Regions from separate parts of the Mus musculus genome. Here region 2 is linked to region 1. A link is a contact called in public promoter capture Hi-C data. All regions are on one chromosome and are shown on one strand. Each heading gives the region's core, a stretch centred on a gene start, on an enhancer-like site or on the middle of the called end of the contact. The rest is flanking DNA. Distances are from core to core; before and after follow the strand shown. Region 1 holds the start of Thsd1 (thrombospondin, type I, domain 1). Region 2 holds the start of Plat (plasminogen activator, tissue).

Region 1 (5,163 bases), core at 844-3,343:
CCTTGCTTTTCTTGTTTGGGTAGTCTATGGAGAAAACAGACAAATAAAAATTACCTTCCCCTGTCAGCCTTCCAATGAGTGGTGCTGATATGCATCAGGGGATGGTTGATTCATGCAGCAATCTTCCCAGACCACGTAGGTGGGCAAGGGAAGACCTTACTGGCCTGAGGTTCATGGTGAATTGTAGGAAGGGATACTGTACCTGGATAGAAATACTAGAGTACTACAGAATAAGCCTTGGGTCGCTTAAAGGTAGTTTCTTTGTACTAGAATCTAGTAATCCAACTGCTCTATTAAGCATAACCAAAAAATATGCTTTCTTAATGCTTACTGTCCCTTGTTATTCATAGATAACAGTTTCTTTGTGGCCTCATGTGGGCCACGAAAGCTCTCTACCACTGAAGCGCATCTCTACCCGTGTATAACTTTGCAAACACAGACTCCATACCTTCTGATAGAAGACAGAATTAACAGAGTTAAGCAGGCAGATTGAAACAAGCCACCACTCAGTGGGAAGGAAGCTGGTGTGTCTCTATTAGCTTTTGTTCAGTAAGAGCTAGGAGAACAAAGGAAACTCTGCACTTCCTGAAAACGAAGGGGTGGGGGTTGCAGCTTAACTATGCAGATGATTGGCCTCCCTTCCTTTCCTCAGCGCATCAAAAAAGGAAATTCTGTTTTAGTGGAAGTCGCCTTGGATTTGATCTAATCATTACCTTGAATTTGGATGGGGAACACGACTTTAAGACTTCAGATGAAAGACTCAGAGGAAGCATCCCATGGTGGCCCCAGCATCTGTAGCTCCCCCCAAAATCTGAGGCAGGAGGATGGCTTAAGCCTAGGAGTCTGAGACCAGCCTAGACAACATAATAGGACACCACCTAGCAGCGGCCTCCGGAAAGGTGAACTCAGCTTTCTTGGATGGCTTGCTTCTCGGAGATAATATTCTTCTTAAAACTCTTTCTCATCACTGATTCTGTGATTGCATTTTCTTGCTTATGAAGATGGGTGGTTAAATACAGACCTGTGTGATGATCTGTACTTAGAGCTGGACAGAGATGGAATTATAGAACGCAGTCTACCTGAGCATTAGGGCATGCACTATGATGATGATTATAATAAGCCTCTAAAATGGGAGGGGGCACTACTGATTATTACCTTTTTTCACCACGTCCCCAATTCCCTGAGTAGTTGCTGAGTAAAATGTTTGGTGCTGAGAATCATTTTAAGAAAGTAGGAAAGTGGGAACATTTTCAAGATGTTTGAAATGCTTTGTATAGGGCTTGGGTGGTAGAGGACTTGCCTAGCATGTGAGAGACCCTGGGTTTGAACCTTTGGAGCTAAGAAAAACAGTAAAAGTCCCAGCCGAGAAAGTGGAGAAAAGTGTGTGTGGATATTCTCAATGGCTAACAGAATCACCCCCTCCCCCCCTTAAAGCCAAGCTTTTCAGAAAGCAGCTAAATGATTCATAGCCGACAACAAAGGAAAATTAATTTATATCCACAGGACATCGTTAAAGAATAAAAGGAGGAAAATAAAAGAATAGAAGGAGAAACAAAGTAATTTCACAAGCAAGGCTTCTGTGTATAGATCCAGGAATAATGTCTGTTAGGAGGCAATCTGGATCCCAGAGCTGCGCTTCTGAACAAGCTTTCTCTATCCCAACCATGGGGTGAGCTGTGCGTCCCCCGTGAAGCCCTGCTCTCCTACCAACTCACTTTCCAGAGGTGCTTCAAGTTCCCGGGTGCAAACCCAGTCCAGTGGTAGTCAGCATAAAACTTGTTACTGAGGTCATTGCTTATTGTTAGTATCCCAGAAAGAGACTTTTGGAAAGCCACAAACGTATGTCGCAACGTTGAGTTTCCAAAGGTTCCAATCTGAACTCCTGCCTTTGAGAGTCCCGTCATTCGGCCACGCCTGCGCCAGGTGCCCGCCCTGGTGGTGGGCCACCTGAGCTTCGGATCCTTACCTCGGGTCGGGTCTGTCTGGCACGGCGGAAGTGAGAGGGGAGCCTCAGCGGCCACAGGGTGACTGACCGAGCATCTCCCGTCCCGCAGCTGCACGCCCGCCCGGGTCCAGAGCTCCGGCACGCTCCCAGGCTGCCGGGACCACGCCCCGAGGCGGGCTCTCAGAGGGCGGGGGTCAAGCGCAAGAGGTCCGCCCCGCTCCCACTCCTGGGCAGCGCATCTTCCTTTCCTGCCCGCCCCTAGCTTGCCCTGTGGAGAGGAAACCTGCAGGAAACTCTGGGTCCAGAGGCCCTGCTAGGAGGTGTGGTCGCTGCTAGTGCAGCACGTATTTACACCCACAGTCCACTTCCCGCTGCAAAGACCCAGTGCTTTAAGAGAGAGCCAGCAGCCTTGCACTTAAACCATTCACTTCTCCCCCATGTCATTTTCTTTTGGAGGGTGATCACAAGAAGAGCCAAAAAGTGGTATGGGTAATTTCTAAACTTGCTCCCCCAAATGTCACTGGAGTTTGAAAGGAATATACTTCAGATAAAGCGCATTTTCCTTTCTCTTCCTCTGGAGCAAAACTTGGTTAATTAAACATTTTAAAAATAAACATTTAAAAAAGTCTATTCTACAAGTATTTTCTTTCTGAAAGAACCGGAGGCTACGTTTCACGTGGTTTAACAGCTGCACTTGCCATCCAGCGCTGTGCAGTGAGCTTTCTTTTGCGTGTAACAACCACTTAACAGACAAATTTAGTAATAGAAATCAGCATAGCCTCTAGATGGCCAGCACCCAGCAAGAGGTACCAGGAAACTCTCGAGGAGTGAAGCATGTTAGGACCGAGTTGTGTGGATTTACTGTGCATGTGTCAGACCCATGAGACTGGATGTGGGGCATGTGCCTGTAATCTCAGGAACTGGGGAAACAGGATTTCACATACCTGGTCAGCCTGGACTGTACAAACGAGAGCCTGTTCCTGGAGGCAGACTGTGGGCGAGGCACTACATACAGAGCAGCAGCGGAGCTCTTGCTTAGCAAGTTGGTGAGGGGGAGCCAATGGTTGGCTTGTAAATTTCGCCTCAAGTTTGGAGATTATGCCAGTTGCAGAAAGTTGATCTTAAAAGACAGCGCAGTCACTTAGATGCCATCAAAGGTCAAGTTTTTCTAGGGAGTAATCAACCAAGTGACCAAGGAAGTTCTCACTGCCGTCAATACGATCTGCTCTGTCATTCATCAGCTCAAGGTAGGATCCCTTTCAAATTCGTGCCTGCCATATGAACATCAGATAGTTCCTGGGACTATTGGTTTTGAAAACAAAAAACAAAATGCAATTTAAAAAAATCTCAATGGAAGCGCCTGTGTAGAGTTCAGCGGGTAAAGTCTTATGGTCGCACTTGGTGATTCCAGGTAGCCCTGAGTTGCCCAATCCCAGCTTTCCTCTGCAATAAAAGGAATATAGCAGTTAAAGTTTTGTGGGGAGTCAGTGAAACACAAAAGGCACCTTGCTCTGTATTAACCTTCCCAAGGACACTCTCACCAAAAAAAGGTCACTTTTTGGTTGTGAGACTTAAATCTTACATGCATTTTAAAAATAGCAGCCTTGTCTCCTGAGAGGCTCTGCAGTGCCTGACAAATACAGAGGTGGATGCTCACAACCATCCATTGGACGGAGCACGGGGTCCCCAATGAAGGAGCTAGAGAAAGTACCCAAGGAGCGGAAGGGGTCTGCAACCCTATAGGAAGAACAATATGAACTAACCAGTACCCTCCAGAGTTCTCTGGGACTAAACCACCAACCAAAGAAAACACATGGTTGGGACTCATGGCTCTAGCCGCATATGTAGCAGAGGATGGTCTAGTCGGTTATCAATGGGAGGAGAGGCCTTTGGTCCTGTGAAGGTTCTATACCCCAGTGTAGGGGAATGCCAGGGCCAGGAAGCGGGATTGGGTGGGTTGGTGAGCAGGGAGAGGGGGAAAGGGGTGGGGGTTTTCAGAGGGGAAACCAGGAAAGGGGATAACATTTGAAATGTTAAAAAAACAAAATGTAATAAAAAATCCTTTAAAAAATGTATCAGCCTTATTGAAATGTCTCATCATTTTAAATTATAGTTCATGAGAAACTGACTATCCTGGCTAGTTTTATGTCATCTTAACACAAGCTAGAGTCATCTGAAACCTCAATTAAAAAAAAATGCTTCCATAAAAATCACACTATAGGCAAGCCTATATAGCTCATTTCCTTAATTAGTGATTGATGGGCCCATTGTGGGTGGGGCTATCCCTAGGCTGATGGGTCTGGGTACTATGAAACAGCAGACTGAGCAAGCCAGTAAGCAGCACCCTCCGTGGCTTTGCATCAGCTCCTGCCTCCAGATTCCTGCTATGATTTACCTCAGTGATGGACTGTACTGAAATAAGCCCTTTTCTTCCCACACTGCTTTTGGTCATGGCAATAGAAACACCAACAAAGACCCTGTATTACTGTCTTTATGAGACAAACATGATATAAATCTTTTCTGAAATAAAGGTAACATCAGAGGAAGGACAGTGGTAGGACCTCAGGACTGAACTCAAACTGGCTTTCACCATACACTGAATGCTGGCTAGGAAGATAGCTCAGTGGAAGCGCACTTAACCTAGCATGTGCAGGGCCAAGTTCCCCTACTCACTGAACTCTTTGTGAGTCAGCGAATATTCTAGTGACCTGTGCAACTATAAAATGTATACTCTTAATAACCACCTGTATACAAATGTTCTTTACTTTAATAAGCAATGATCTGGAAATCATAACGATTTCACATCAGGACACAAGGGAGAACATAGATGACCCAATTTTCACCTGATAATAACAGCTTGTGAAATCAGGATCTTACGTGTGAGCAATCTGACTTTTCCTCTTATGTTGTGGGTACGGCTCATGCCTTAGAATTTGAGCAAGGCAAGGCAGATCTCAGACAGGCTGAGCTGGTTGAGAAGCCTCCTGGAAGGACGGACCTGTTGACCCGAAAGTCACCTAGTGAATTTTAACAATTAGAAGTGTCCTGAGTGCATTCGGTGATGTTGGACAGTGAGGAGTCAAAGCAGGTGTCACATGATTGGCTGTAGGGACTGGAGGTTGTGAGTGAATGTGTGTTCGGATGGGCACAGCCTGTCAACAACTCCAAAGCCAACTGTCTTGTCATAATTTGGCAAAGCTGTTACCCATATGGGTCAG
Region 2 (5,163 bases), core at 1,451-3,950, 530 kb before region 1:
ACAGTTTTTCCACCCCACAGCAGGGCCTCTGAAACTCTCTGGGCATCTGGAATCAGCACTTGCCACATTTAGCTGCTTCAGTGGAATCATTAAGGTATAAGCTAACAGGATATTTGCTTCCACAGAATAGACTTGCAGTAGAAAAGTCTACAACGTATGGGACCAGTCTATGCCTGCAGTGATCATTTCAGAGGCACAGGGTGGACTCGGGTCTGTTAGGTCAATCCCCAAAGAAAACTCTAGAGGCTTCTCTCTGATGTGTCAGGAGCACTGAACATGAAGAACAGCTGGCCTGTGTTTTCTGAGCTGCTGACACAGCTCTCCTGGACTGTGCCTTTAAACATTCCAGAGAAATTTGTGATACATGACCAGCAATCTGCTTCATTTGTTTTTCCAGTAACCAAGAATTGAGTTCATCTTACCTTGCACTCCTATCTATAAAAGTTAGTCTCCCAGGCATCATGAAAGTAGACAGTTGGGCCAGTATTAAAGATGATGGTACTTGACCAAGGCTTTGTGAATCTCTACCTGTAACTTAACTTTCCTTTCCTTTCCTTTCCTTTCCTTTCCTTTCCTTTCCTTTCCTTTCCTCCTGAAACAGGATCTCACTTATCCCAGGCTAGCCTTGAGCTTCTGATCTTCTTGCCCACATCTCCTGAGCACTAGGGATTACAAGTGTTCACTGTAACACCAAGTTTACCTGGTGCTGGGAATCAGGCCTAAAGACTCTCTGCATTCCACGTGAACACTCTGCCAACTAAGCTGCAGCCCCAACTCCAGCTCCGTCCTCTAGAAATCTGGGTCGTCAGCACCCGACTGGGTTTGAAGTGAGACCTATCCCATGGCCAGCTCAAAGCTGGCCTTCAGTTCTTGGTTTCTGCATTTAGTTGCTTCCTGCAGCATTTTCTGACACCCAAGAGAAAAAAAAAAAAGAAACAAAAAAAGCTATTCTGAGACAATAGATGCACAGCTGCCAGAACTCAGATTGCACTGTTTCAGCTCAGACCACCAAAGGCTCCCACTCACAGAGACCTGGTGTCTCGGGATGTGTGTGAACTTTACACTGTGAATGGCGTTAAGTCTATTAACTGTGGCTGATAAGCCGTGTTTGCAGCCTCCACCATTAGATGGAGGACGAGCACATGTGTTTTCACCTTACAACCCTCACACCAGTCTTTCCAGTCCACGAGCCTGGCAGGCAACTCTGAGTCACTCTCTGGCTTTGGCCGAGCACCCTGCTCAGTGAGCAGTCTTGATGTGTGCAGCTTCAGTCCCCAAAGCCTTAGCGGAAATATAGATGTTCCTCTGCTCCTCCCGGCTGCATCAAGCATCCTGGGTCTGGGAGAGAGCAGGCCAGCTGCTGTAGAACTCACAGGAGACTTTCCAAATAATCTGGGGGTGTCCTGGAAACTCCGTCCTAATCCAGTTGGTCCGGGGTGGGGGGGTGCAGCTAGTACTGCCCCTGCCAGGATACAGGCTGGCTCTCCTAAAAACACTTTAGGTGGATTGAACAGGATGGTCAGAGGGACTGTTTACATTATAGTGTTTCCAGTATCTGGTCTGGGGCTGAATATTATTTAACCCTCACTGGCTGTGCCCACTCTACCTTCCACTGACCTGCATAGATTTGTTCTGGACAGGCCACGTCTGGATCTCAGTGAAAATCCCTAGCTGTATTTTTCTGTAAGTGTACTCCAGTTGTATTTGTGACGCGCTCGCAGGATTGTTAAATATCCACCACCACAACAGACACACGTTTTTTGTATATGCCCCTGCCCCATTATCAGCTGCGGAAGACCACGGCATCATTCTAAGCTGGCCATCAAATTAAAGCATTGCTACTGCTTTTCTTTGCACTGAAGCTTCGTCCTTAGTTATCTTGGAGCGCTGCATACTTTCCTCCCACGCCCACACCATCTCTCCCTCCCCCCACTCCATCCATCCTCCCGCTGTTTCTGTGAGGTTAAGAAAACAAAGGTCCTGAAGGAATCCAGAGAGCCTTTAGACTCTTCCAGCTGCAGCATGAAAAAGCAAACACATCTGTGCTTGATGTCCAAGGGTGAGATTGACTGGAAGAACGGAAGAGAGGATGCGATGAACTCCCGAGAGACGAGAGGTTTTGCATCCTGACTCCCACTAGTAATGAGAGGTTCCTAAAAATCTCAGCTTCTCTCTGCCAGCCTAGTTAATCATGCTGCCCAGGCAAAATGCCCCCTCCTTGATGCCCAGCCTGTTTTTTAGTGTGTTCCTTGGTCAGAAGGTAGCCATACAACTCTGGCTTCTCAGCTCAGGAAGGCAGCTGAATCTAGTTACTGCCCGTTAGTGCTGCTCCCATTGTCTGTTGAAAGAACCGGAGTCATTCTGTTTGCTTTCTCCCCTGTGCAAGCAAAACTTCTGCAAGAGACACCTCTCTCCCATTCTCTCCCTCTCACCTCAGCTTACCCAGGGTCATTGCAAAGAACCCTGGATGATGCTGGCTGGTCCTCTGTCTGTGCTTCCATTAAGCATCCCTTCACTGGCTCAGTTTGCCCCCAAAGACTTTAAAGGGACAGAAGAAGAGTCAGCTGTTAGATACCGGCAGAAATTAACTTACCGAGAGTGCTTGCTTCTTTCCCACTCTTGCAGGGGCCTCTCCTTGACGCTGAGCTCTTGAGTTCCTGCAGGCTCTGTCTCCCTGAACAGCTCCAGCCAATTTGAAGGATGAAGAAGGGGTGGGGCCAGAGGTGTGGGCGGGGTTTCTCCTCTGCTGGTGGGTGGACTGAGGAGCCAATGGAGCAGCCGGTGTCTCTAAGGAGGGGGAGGAAGTGCGCGCGGAGGAGCACAGCCAGTCTTGGCTTGCCGCCAGTTTGATTATTCACCGTACTGATGTCATCGAATCACAGGAATTTTCAGAGTTGGAGGGGACTTAAGACTCATCCTGTTTTAAAACCCCGGTCTCAAAGGCCTAAAAGGAACTGTAAGGATCTGCTGCTCTAAGCTCCTGTCTTGACCCATGAGTTTATAGTTCTAAACAGCCCCGCCCAGTTGGGGATGGGGGAGAGGTCTTCTGGAATTTGAAGCAACTACCCCTCAGGACACGTGGGCAATTAATTGGCCGGGCAGATGATGATAAGCTGGGTTGGGTGTGACTGGAGATAGAACGCACATGACTTTTGGTGCGCTCCCTACCTCTGACCTGCTCTCCTAGACTGAGGTGCTTCTCTGCGGCATCTCAGCAGAGATCTCTCAGAGAATTGAGAAAAGTGGGGAAATGGGCAGGTCTCTCAGCCTCAGCACCCTGAAATTCTATCCTAAGCCATCCTTCTTCTAAGCCCCACACCCCGGAGGCAGACAATAAAAGCTCCTGAAAACTACTATTCTGATGACCCTTTCACAACCTACCAAAGCCTCGGCAGTCTCGGGGCACCAGGTCACCCAAAATTCCAGTTTAGTCTTCATCTGCAGCTGCTTGCACATCAGAGGGGTGGGCGAGTGGCCTCTGTCAATCTCGGCTGGCGTGGAGCTGAGAGGAGGGTTTCTCAGTAATCACAGGTGCCCTGAGTTTTGCTAAATGCACACTCCCCTCCATAAACACACACACACACACACACACACACACACACACACACACACATCCTCCGAAACCCCAGCTTTTGTGTTTCTACCACCTGTGAGTCTGTTTCCCCTGTCAGACTCCGGGGGGTGGGGGTGGGGGGGGGTGGGAAGCAAGACTGAAGAGCCAGAAATACAAATGGGAAGCTGATACCATAACAATGGGAACTTTGATTTTAGTCAAAGGATTGCAGGGGGGTGGGGTGGGGGGAGTGAAAATAAATCTTAATGATATCACATCCTGGGAAACTTGCCTAGGAGCCCTTTGCTCCAAAGGGCTCCAAGTACAATAACTTGGGGGCAGATGGATAAGAAAATGAAGTGCTGAAGAAAGAGTTCCTAAGGCTAGCTTCTGCAATGGGGGTCCTCTCTGTAGTGTGTGTCACCTGTGGGGGCAGAGAGTTGGCTTAATGATCCCTTTGTTGGGGGCAATGGAAGTGGACAGCTGACGAGGTATCAGGACAAAAACCATGATGAGAAAACTAATTAAGAAGTGATGTGATTCCCAGGATAGCCCAAGGAAAGAGAAGTGGGCAAGAAGCTGACAACACAGCTATTAACCAGGAGGCAGGTGCTCTGTGTACAGACTAAAAGCATCTCCTTTAAAAGGGGATCAGCTTTTAAGGACAAATGAGGTAAATATCCAGATGGCATTATTGGGAATACACTGCTGGGATGTAGGGACTCCTCATGCATGCCATGGCTGGTCCTGCCCTGAAATTAGACCCTATTAAGGCCCAAGGCTCATAGACCTGCATCTCCCTGCCCCATTTCTCCCCGAGGACACAGGGATGGGCTATTAACAAATGCTGAGGTGGTGAGGGACTTTTCTTTGTGAGGGACTTGACCAGAGGACACCCCTCATCTCATACTTCTGGAAGTTACCCCAGTTGAATTCACTGTTTAGTTCTCCAGGCTAGACCCATGGAATTGTTTCCTTTGTCTGTTCTCAGTCTAGAGTTAACAGACGTTCGCTCATATCCGCTTAGAAGTAGTAAAGGCAGCATATACTGTCCAGGCCTTCATCTGCACTGGAGACTTACACTGGCTAGCTGGACCAGGTGGGTGAATTGCAGGCTCATGCACTCCCTGAGGAAAAAAATGGATAGGACAAAGCAAAGTCCTCTTGGAGATGGTGATAGCTATGAAGAATCGCTTACCAGACTGTACAAGAGGGATTTGCACTATTCTAACAAATCGTTCGAAGTGATGAAAATGAAAAGTTAAAAATCAGGCAATTCTCCTGGAGCAGACTTCTGAAATTTTAACCTAATAACAATAAGTTTTAAAATTCCACACATGATTATAAAACCTTGGGTTCTGTTTGTTTGTTTGTTTGCTTGCTTGCTTGTTTTGGAACTATGTAACTCAGGCTGACCTTGAACTCCAAGAATGCACCATCCAGAAGCCTGGTCTAAACCATTGTTTTGATCATGTGACACTGAAGATAATTTAGATGCTCAAAAATAGAGGAGTATTGGCATTCGACATATCAGCATAGTACAGTATTGTATGGTCTGAGGATGATTGATACCACAGTTATATAGACATACCAAAATTAGGAATATCACC

What was found. Promoter capture Hi-C pulls out the DNA fragments that hold promoters and counts their contacts.
Region 2: a contact with region 1 is called in a promoter capture Hi-C map of embryonic stem cells, with 2.9 times the contacts expected there. The contact joins the promoter of Plat here to the promoter of Thsd1 in region 1. A contact is called at or near these places in 2 of 39 promoter capture datasets (cranial neural crest and embryonic stem cells).

What each region holds. Positions count from the first base shown.
Region 1 is chr8:22,224,233-22,229,395 of GRCm38.p6, reverse strand. Thsd1 (thrombospondin, type I, domain 1) reads right to left here and starts at 2,093. Exons shown (of 5, transcript NM_019576.2): 1 at 1,967-2,093.
Region 2 is chr8:22,755,259-22,760,421 of GRCm38.p6, reverse strand. It overlaps Plat (plasminogen activator, tissue), which reads right to left and starts at 2,700. Exons shown (of 14, transcript NM_008872.3): 1 at 2,594-2,700.